2 separate regions of the Cyprinus carpio genome follow, and region 2 is linked to region 1. The links are chromatin contacts, called in public Hi-C maps. All regions are on one chromosome and are shown on one strand. The core of a region is the stretch at or near the end of the contact, and the rest is flanking DNA. Distances in the headings are between cores, read along the strand shown.

Region 1 (4,851 bases), core at 1,438-3,937:
ATTGTTTTTGAAAATAACCCAAATGTCTAAAGTGCAAGAATATTTTCATCTTCTGTGACAAGAATTAATATTTTAAAAGGGTACATTTTTAAGATTTTTTTGGAGTGTTTTATTTCCATCGTTGTCTAAGATGAAAACAGCCTTCACAGTGTAGAGCGAGGGTTCCTGGTTGAAAATAAATCAACGTTATTTTCAAACATTCAACATTACATTTTTTTTTTTTTTTTTGCATATCTCAGATGTCATAAATAGCCTACACCCTTGAAATGATACAGTTACATGATACAGACAGGAAAATACTATAAAAAGAGAAAGTTGTTGGCTCTCAAATGACTGTGTCCGTCCGGGCCAAAGTTCTGTCATGCACTGACTACCACTGATTCAAAGTCTGAGTGTATCACAGAACTTGAGCCAGGCGAACAGAAGGAGAAAACTATCATCTGATCATCTTTTCAGACCATCTGCTTGGAATACGAGAGAATCCTGTCTCGATGTGGACCTTCGGGGCCCAGTAACAAAACTCTGTTATCTATTTCACGGTAACACTTTGCACTGCAAATCCATCTATTGAAAGTGTTACCAATGAACCTTTCACTCATATAAACTGTTATACGTAACAATAAAATATGCAGCATATCTTCATCCAAGGTAACTTCCATGAAAGGGTTCCTTTTGTGTGCCTTAAGATTATGTGTAAACAGTGCAAAGCCTTGTATTTTTCACAAGGATAGTAATGCATGGATTTTCTGTAAAACTTACTACACTGTTAGCATCACCTTTTTAAATACAAATTAAAAAAATAGATTCCAATATAGTCTTTTCAGTACTTGAGATGACACAATACAGTGTATTAAATTTTAAAAAGCATAATGTATATATGTGTATATATATGTGAATATAGAAAGTCATTCCTCGTCTTAAATAGTGTTTAAAATCTTAAAGAAATCATAAAACAAAAGCTATAAAAAGCACTTATTTCACAGTCTAACGCCGCCAAACAGAGGTGCCGCTATTTTTCTACAGCTACAGTATTAATTATTTGCAGTATGTACTGATGTTGTCCATATAGGGCAACTCATAAGAGTATTAAAACATCCATGGCAAGCAATATCCCTGATCTCCTCCAAGTGTCCACCTGTGGAATCCATCACGCGCTCCGCTCCTGCAGAGACGCGTCGAGGACGTGGCATCCACGTCCCACTCGGAAAACCCATATCTCCCACGAGCAGACGGAAAAAAACTTTCAGAACACACTGACCACAAGTGGAAAATGATTATAAACAAACCCGTAGTGCACGAGAAGCGAGATCACATCACAAAGGCACTACAATATATGATCCGTTTATAATCGAAAATAATATTAATAATAATGTTATGGCTTGCTCCCATACATTTTCATTCGCTCGCAAAGAGAAACCGGATCGGTTTCTGGCAACAACAATTTCGTTGATAATAACAGACACGACATATTTCCAGTAGTTCATAACTGTTTAGTTTCATAAAATATTGTTCCAACTTAGCAGGCGAAGGCTTAGAATAAAGAGTAAACAGCTGCTGTCGAACATATTTTTCTATTGAGTCAAACACAAAAACTGCGTACAAGCTACCACAGCCAGTCGATCTACTATTTCAACGTTTACAATGAGTAAAGGAATTAAAAACAGCGATTAAATGGCACACATATCCTACCAGAGCCGCGGAGTCCATGGTGGTAGCACAGTGTTGACGTGGACAGCTTTGAGCTGTCATTACAGTAGCGCTCCTAAAGCCCTCTGACTCACAGGGGGCGTGTCTGCAACTACAGCCCTCGAGCCGCCATGTTGGCTCAAACCCACCATAGCGTTCTGCGTCAGCAGCGCTGCTGTACAGGAGCCACAATGGCGGCTTCCATCGCATGCTCGCTTACGCTCTGCTGCTCGTCTTGAGAATTCAATTTTGGGCGTCATATTGTTTGCTCTAATGAGTAACTCGTTTCACAAGTAAGTTTCATTACGCAATGATATGCAATGAATAGATAATGAACGGCTGCTGTAAGCAACTGAATTATGTAACGTCACTTCTTACCAGCGCGACAGGGGGCAGCAAAGCTGAAAAGGTTCAGGGATCAGGGGCGAAGCTTGCTTAACACAACTTACTGTAAATACACTCATTAAAATGTCACATAATAATAATAATAATAATAATAATAATAATAATAATAATAATAATCTGAAAATAATTTCCTCCTGTCTCCTTAATTAAATTGTTAACCCAAAATTACAAAAATAAATAAATAAATAAAATAATTTACTCACCCTTAAGTTCTTCCAAACCTGCACGAGTTTCTTTTGAAGAATGATGATAACTAAACAGTTAACGGTAGCCAATGACTTCCACAGTATGACAAAACTGTGAATGGCTACCATTAAAGGGATAGTTCACCCAAAATGACAATTCTGTAATTACTCACGCTCATATCTTTCCAAACCCGTAAGTTCTTCGTTCATCTTCGGATCACAAGTTTTGCGGGTCTTATGGGTTTGGAACAACATGCATGCAATAACAAAATTTTAATTTCTAGGTGAACTATCCCTTTAACATTTTGCTTACTAACATTCTTCAAAATATATTCTCTTGCTTTCAACAGAAGAAATAAACTTATACAGGATTGGAACAAGTATTTTTGGGTCAACTGTCCCTTTAAATATCACCGCACATTGCATAATTTGCCATCGTCCAGTAGCTATCTGTAGCCTATATGCACTCTGTAGATAACAAAATAGTTCGGAGTAGGTATCATTTTATTCTTGTCAGTTATTCCGTGGCCGAAGATAAACACGAAAGCTCTAGAAAACACATCTGATGTGTTATTGGGAAAATCTGCAATCTCTTCCAAACACTGACTCCAGCCGAAAGTCTCATGACGTGACGTCCTGCGGGGAGGAGACCAACACTTTCCACCGCTCTCTTCTGCAGTATAAATACACTCGCGCGCTGTTACAGAGCATGTGAAGCTGTGATTCAGCATCAGATCGTCTGTCCAGTGACTGCGAGACCTCTCATCCGCAAACCAGGTAATGTTTCATCATCCACAGCATTTATAAATATAAACATCAGATACTGTGAACACAGATAGCATATTCGAGCTGTTATGAATCTAATAGCTCTCTATATCCTGTTCAGTTGAAAAGATTTATCCCTTAAAAATGTTCAAGGCAACCTAAGTTGTAGTTTATCAGTGTAACGTTAACTGTAAATGTGTGTGTGAGGGGTGTGTGTGTGAGTGAGGGGTGTGTGTGTGCGTGTGCGCGTTTGGGGTAACATTACATTTTTTTCTTAAGAAACCCCAACTCTAGCCGTCCTGACACACTAGTGTTTATTTCATGAGAAACTTTTTGGTTACGCTTTGGGGTGACTTGGAAAGAAAGTGGGTCAGCGGGAGTGTCACGCGTTGATGATTGCGGTTTATGATCTTGAGTGTTGTGTTCAAGATAACAGAACGTTCTAGAAGATTCGCGTGTCCACCGTACAATTGTGCATTTAGGCTATGTTTGAAATTTTGACAGCTGGAACGCTGTATTGACCAATCAGAAACCAGCAACTCGATAATGCGTTTAATACTTAGTATAATTATTATGCAATGATGTTTCGCGCTTTTAAACTTAAGAAACCTGGTGTAGAACGAATTTTAACTTAGAAAATTGTTAGTTAACTACTGTTAATTACAAAAAGCAGCAAGTAGCCTATCACCGAATTAAACATGCAATTTTGAAGTAGACTTGAATATTATTTTCTTGCAAAACATAATACAGTAATATTTGTTTTATTTACTTCGGAAAATATTATAGTGTACAGTAAACAATTGTACTTCTCATTAGCCTTTATAACTAAAATATGATTTCCATTTACAAACATTCTAAGTGTTTTATCACTCTCTCTCTCTCTCTCTCTCTCTCTCTCTCTCTCTCTTTAAATAAAAGCATTATATGCTAGGCCACATTAACTGAGAATGTGTGAAACTTACATTCTTATATCATTCTTCTCTTCTGTTTCAGGATTTTGTGTGAAATATTTACTAAAAAATAAAAAACTAAAGTTTTCTTCATGGAGAAAGTTTTGAAATTCTAAAGCTGGAAACACCGACACAAACACGCTCATACTCTATTTGAGACTGACTTGGCTCATTCTTTGCTCTTGGCACTGGTTTGGGCCATGCCGGACCTAAAGAAGTACCTCACAGAGGGCCTGATCCAAGTAGATATTCTTCTCAGTCTGGCTGGGATGCGTGTGGACGTGGATCCCTACCTGCCCCCTTTTAGCGAAATCATTCTGGGCCCAAATTCAGCTCTAACTCGGACTCAATTCCATAATCTTGGAAACATCCTGGATGGATATAACCTGCACCCTAAAAGTGCAGATCTGGATGGGTTCTTCACAGCTCGCAGGCTTCTGAATTGGGTTCGCTCCCTAGACCGCCTGCAGGTGCCAGCGGCGGAGCTTGAAGCCTGGTTGGTCCACAGGGAGCCTGACAATGGAGTCTCCATTCCAGCTCAAGTGGGTCTCCTTGAGGAAGGTGGAGGACTTGAAGATGTGGAGGAGCCCTCAGAGCTGAGCATGAGGTTAGGAAGTGGAGGAGAAGTGGGTTATGACATGGCTGAGGATCAAACCCTTGGAGCTTTGGGTCACATGCCAAGAAGCCTTGACCATCCAGACGACGATGAACCCATTAAAGAGGTAAGCGGTGAAGCCAGTCAAAACTTCAAAAAGGTTTCCTATTTCTGTCAATTACCTGCTTTCTGGTTTGTTACATAATAGTTCAAGTAAATATTTGAGGAAGGAAAGTTGGTGCTAGCAACACCCTCAATGCGAGGA
Region 2 (4,900 bases), core at 297-2,796, 44 kb after region 1:
GTTGATCTGTATATAGGGACTCAAGACGCAAGAGGGATCTGCAGTGATGACAAAACCACAGCCTGGCTCACGTGGAGATAGGAAATCAGCCTGATATAAAAATCAGTAAGTATCAAGTTCAAGTTAAAATGTATTTTATTTATATAGCACAATTAAAACAGTGACAGCTGACCAGTGTGCTTTACAGCATCAACTAAAAGAATAAAGAGGTAAAAAGATAAAATCACAGACTATATATATATATATATATATATATATATATTTATATATATATATATATATATATATATATATATATATATATCAAAAAAAAAAAAAAAAAAAAATAGAAACCAACAGAAATCAAGTGCAATTTAAACATCAGGGGACATTAAAAGCAATGGAAAATGTGTTTTAAAAGTAAAGATCTGTAATGTAATATGGGCTGGAAGACTGTTCCAGAGTTTAGTGCCCACAACGGCAAAGGAACGTTCTCCTTTTTGTTTTATTTTAGCTCTGAGCACAATAAGAAAGTCAGAAAGTCTGCAATAGTTTATTAAACTATATATATATATATATATATATATATATATATAAAAACATATATATATATATATATATATATATATATATATATAAACATATTTGATACATCAGGAATCTAAAATATGTAATTTGGTGTGGATGTTGTTATTTATATGACCAAAAAAAGTAAGCTAAAATTCTGAGCTTGTAATGTAAATCCGTATGATCAAAATGACATTTAAATGTTACTAGTTGTGTAGTTTATGTATATGTAATGTGATGCTACAATAATGACAATTATAAAAGACGAGTGTATCATATTTGATTATTTTTTTGTGTGATTCTACTCAAATATTAGGCCTATGTCTGGATAATCAAGTAAAGCTAAGTTGCTTCAGTCCAGTAAACTGTTTTTGTGGACAACGGGGAGTCAAAAATGCTGAGAACCACTGTTTGGCTACTTTTCTTTCTCTCTTGCCCCCTTGTGTCGGGAATAATGTCGTCAAACTGGTGAAAAGTTGTGTTATTTTGCCATCTACCGGTAGAAAACCAAACAGCTCATTTACTGAACACAACCGTGAAAGTACATGTGCCCTCTCAGCTTCGAAGAAACACGAGGTAACGCAAAAACACACAAACCATGGTTTGACGACGCACGTGAGGTTCAAGTTATGCTACATGGACAACATTAAACAATGAATTTGATGATATTTATACACTTAGCGTCAGGTTTCTCTCGAAATAAGATGCTTTCTTGTAAACGTGGCGTCTTTGTACATTATATGGCACTTTATTGTAATGAGATGATTTCAAATAGTGGACAGGGAAAAAAATGAAATATTTTAGCGGTACATGCTTCTGATTTCCACAAACTCTTGGAATGGATTATTCCCTGATGCAGAGTCGGCTAACGTTGAGTTATCTGCACTGTCTGTTGGGGAAATAAAAATCGATACACCATCATCGAGGCAGAGGAATGTAATCCCGCCTAGAGCATCTGCTTGTCAGATGTGTCCATACAGCCGTTCATAGCGTGAAATAGAAAACCCCTCCTGCCTGTCCACCGCGGCCAGCTTTATTTACCGCTGAGGCGGAGAGTGGCAGCTGCAGTACCTCTCTCGCCGCCAGATGGCGCCTGAGAGTAACTCTGGCCTTTTAGTCAAATGTAGCGTTTTATGGCTTTGTTAAAGAGGAGTGAACGCAGTATAAAGAAGTGCTGGGAATTTGGAGTTTTTTTTTTTTTTTTTTTTTTTTTTTTTTAACACATATATGTGATATTTAACATAACATTTTTCTAAATTATTTGCAGTTATTGAATATACTGTTTTTAATGAACTTAAAATGTTTGGGAATTGTGTAGGCCTACAGTATTTCTAAACACTTGTCACCGCATGATTTGTTTAATTAACTAGTGAAAGCAAAAAGATGATTCAAATTTTTGTAAAATCTAAAATATACACTTGTGCTTATGTAATAAAATACTAATGCCCGTTCAGTCATATGTTTTTCAAAAATACATTTGAAATCTAAATGACATCTAAAAGTATTTTTGTACACATCTATAATTCAGACAAACGTTTTTTTCTTCTTCAATGAATATATTAAATTCTCATTTAAATCATTTAAATTAAATCTCAATAACAGGAATATTTTCCAATTCTTGTAATATTCTTAATGTTGTCAAATATATTAGACAAATCTTCAAGTTTGTGATTTTAATTTTTATAAATAAGTAGGCTAATTAAGTCGAAAAGGAAAAATCACATATTTTGACCTTTTTATGAAAAGGCTTTAATTAGATGGAGTAAAATGCCTTTATTCATGATTAAAAAAACAAAACAACAACAACAACAAGAAAAAAACACCTAGGCACAAGGATAGCATTTTGGTACTTAACTTTATCATCCAAGACATTCTTATTTATCACAAAACCCTGTAGATTAAAACCTAAAATCTTGATTTTTAATATTAAAGGTCATCGATATATTTGCAGAATATTAGCAAAGTGTAAATTTCGCTAAATCTTTCTTGCCTTGAATTTATGACATAAATATAAAATTTATTGCATATAGAACAAGTATGCCTTTGTATTTAAACATTCTTGTTTATTTACTTGTGAATTAAGTGTTTGTTTGTTTTTTTGTAATATATATAAAATCGTACCTTTATTCATTAATGCTCTCATATTTTTTTCAACAAGATATGTTATTGTACCTGTAGATGAAAGGAAATGTGTGCCCAGCAGAGGGCGCCCTATCTGGGATTCCAAACTGTCACCTCCTGTGAAGAAAGCAGAAGTGTTCCCAGACACTGTAACAGATCCGTGACCTGAGAGACCTGCGTGTGGAAGGGCCGTGATAAGTGCGGCACAGAGGGAAGCAGCGTTCTTCTGTTCCGCAGAGCCTTTCATCTCAATTTAAACCATCCTCCTCATAACGTTCCACTCTTTTCTCTTCTCCATCTCGTCCTCTTGACAATATCTTCTTTTCTTTTGCTTTATTTCTGCCCCCTCACCTCTCGCTCTGTCCGTCTCGCTCTTCCTCCCGTTCTCCCGCTGTGAGCCGAGGTGTAATATATCCGTAGCCCATGTGTGCTGAAGTCTTTAACATTCTTTCTTCTGCAGAAAGCCAAAGCTGGCACTGTACTGCGCGAACACATCAAACACAACTTCTTTATCTATCGCTTTCTTGCTGCGATTCAGGGGTCAGAGGTCAGCGTTCCACTTCCCTGCTCCCGTCTTCCATCTCGAATACCTGCTTTTGTGTTTGTATTCTTGCATATTTTTCATCTGTAATGTTCTATAGGTTTTTTTTTTACTTATTTTAGATGCAGCTGTTTTGACACTGTGTTGATGTGCTTTGCAGTGACAGGACGCTGAATCACGCAGAGTATCAGAGGTTAGATCCCTCTGTCTTCCTTTAGATCTGTTTATGATTCGATAGTCTAGTTCAGAGGAGCATGTAGACAGTGAAAATCACTCATGACGGCTTCTGACGGAGATCAAAATGCCCACCGCTGCTAATGTATGAGTTTATATTTTACAGTTCTTGTTGATATAGTTCGCTTTTACAGTTATCAGTGACTGCAACCTGCTCAGGTTTGGTAATGAGAGAAAAAATATAATAATAATAAAAAAATAAAATAATCAAGTGAATTGATTTAGCCAACAATGAAACTGATTACAGCCATTCATCTCTTTTAGTCAGTATTTTCTTTATCAGTTTTAGTGGAAAACGTCTTTAAAACAGGATAAATTTACTTAAAATATACTGAGTATTTGTGTTTTTAGGATATTTAGATAGTTGTACTGGAAAATACTAATGCTAATGCTAATAATAATAATAATAATAATATACCCTAAAGAAATTGTTCAGATTATTAAAGTGTTTGGCATACATACATTTACTTCAAGCAGATTTTCTAGAGATTTAAGGTTTTCAGAGAATATAGCTCGAATTGTTTTATTTTATTATATATATTTTAGAATCACAGAAATTCTATACGAATATCCTAAATATCTTTTTGAGGTAATTATATATATGCTTTCTGAAAAACAATAGAAAAATACTGTTTATTTGCTGTGTTCACTATTCACAGATTTACTCAAAGCAGTGTTTTTTTTATCTGTAATTAAAAAGAACAAGTCTAAAAATAACTTTTCATTATATTGGAATATTGATGTTGCTGATTTAAAAAATTGATTTCCTTAGTCTTCATATCTTAAAACTTAAAATCCATTTTGAGAATAATAGTATTTAGGTATTTGTCTGCAGTACAAAATATAACAATGCTAAATAATCTGAATTAATGCAGTAATCTTACCATGAAATATCCATAAACATTTAACTGAAATGGGCATTACACTATCTTGATATTTATTATTTAATTTACTCAGAGTTAGCTTTTTTACTGTTAGCTGATTACTTGCATAACTTCAATTATGTCTTTATGTTTGCTTTGCCAAAAGAAAGCACTCTGTTTCCAAACCTTCTTAATTAAACTGAACTTGCAGCAATTTACAGTGAATATAAAAACAGTTCTTATGAATAGTGTTAGTAGCAGTTTTTGGGATGCGTTCATGGTCAGGTCAAGCCAAGCGTTCCCCGAAACACACGTCGAAGTCAGAGGTCACTCAAAATGAGGGCGCAGAAGAGAAAAAGGAGGGACAGAGGATGATGAAATGGCGCAAGGAAGAGCTTAGATAGTGACCTCTGGCCCCACGTCTTCCTTTTCTCTTTCACTCTCTTATTCGCTCCCTATGTTTCTTTTCTGGTTCTTCTCACTGACTCTTTGTGTCCAGCGTTGATCTGACCACAGGCCGTGATCTCTGCGACCTTTCCAGGGGTCAGCTGGCGGCCACGACGACAGAGGGTCAGTCTGCGGCCTCGGTTCATCT

The links. A called contact is a pair of places that touch in the nucleus more often than the background predicts.
Region 2: a contact with region 1 is called in a Hi-C map of skeletal muscle, with 4 times the contacts expected there. The contact joins the enhancer-like site here to the promoter of nfe2l1a in region 1. A contact is called at or near these places in 7 of 8 Hi-C or Micro-C datasets (liver, red blood cells and skeletal muscle).

What each region holds. Positions count from the first base shown.
Region 1 is chrB3:30,129,751-30,134,601 of ASM1834038v1, forward strand. nfe2l1a (endoplasmic reticulum membrane sensor NFE2L1a) reads left to right here and starts at 2,688. Exons shown (of 6, transcript XM_042720715.1): 1 at 2,688-3,053; 2 at 4,035-4,713. The coding sequence starts at 4,192. It overlaps LOC109063182 (coatomer subunit zeta-1-like), which reads right to left and starts at 1,807. Exons shown (of 10, transcript XM_042720713.1): 1 at 1,690-1,807; 2 at 85-165. The coding sequence starts at 1,749.
Region 2 is chrB3:30,174,780-30,179,679 of ASM1834038v1, forward strand. No RefSeq gene overlaps it. Among protein-coding and RNA genes, the nearest start is that of LOC122136581, 17 kb to the left of the region's middle. Within about 2 kb of position 1,547, at least 3 of the 8 cell types and tissues checked have an H3K27ac peak or open chromatin away from gene starts, as enhancers often do. A contact at or near this core is called in skeletal muscle, where this site is marked.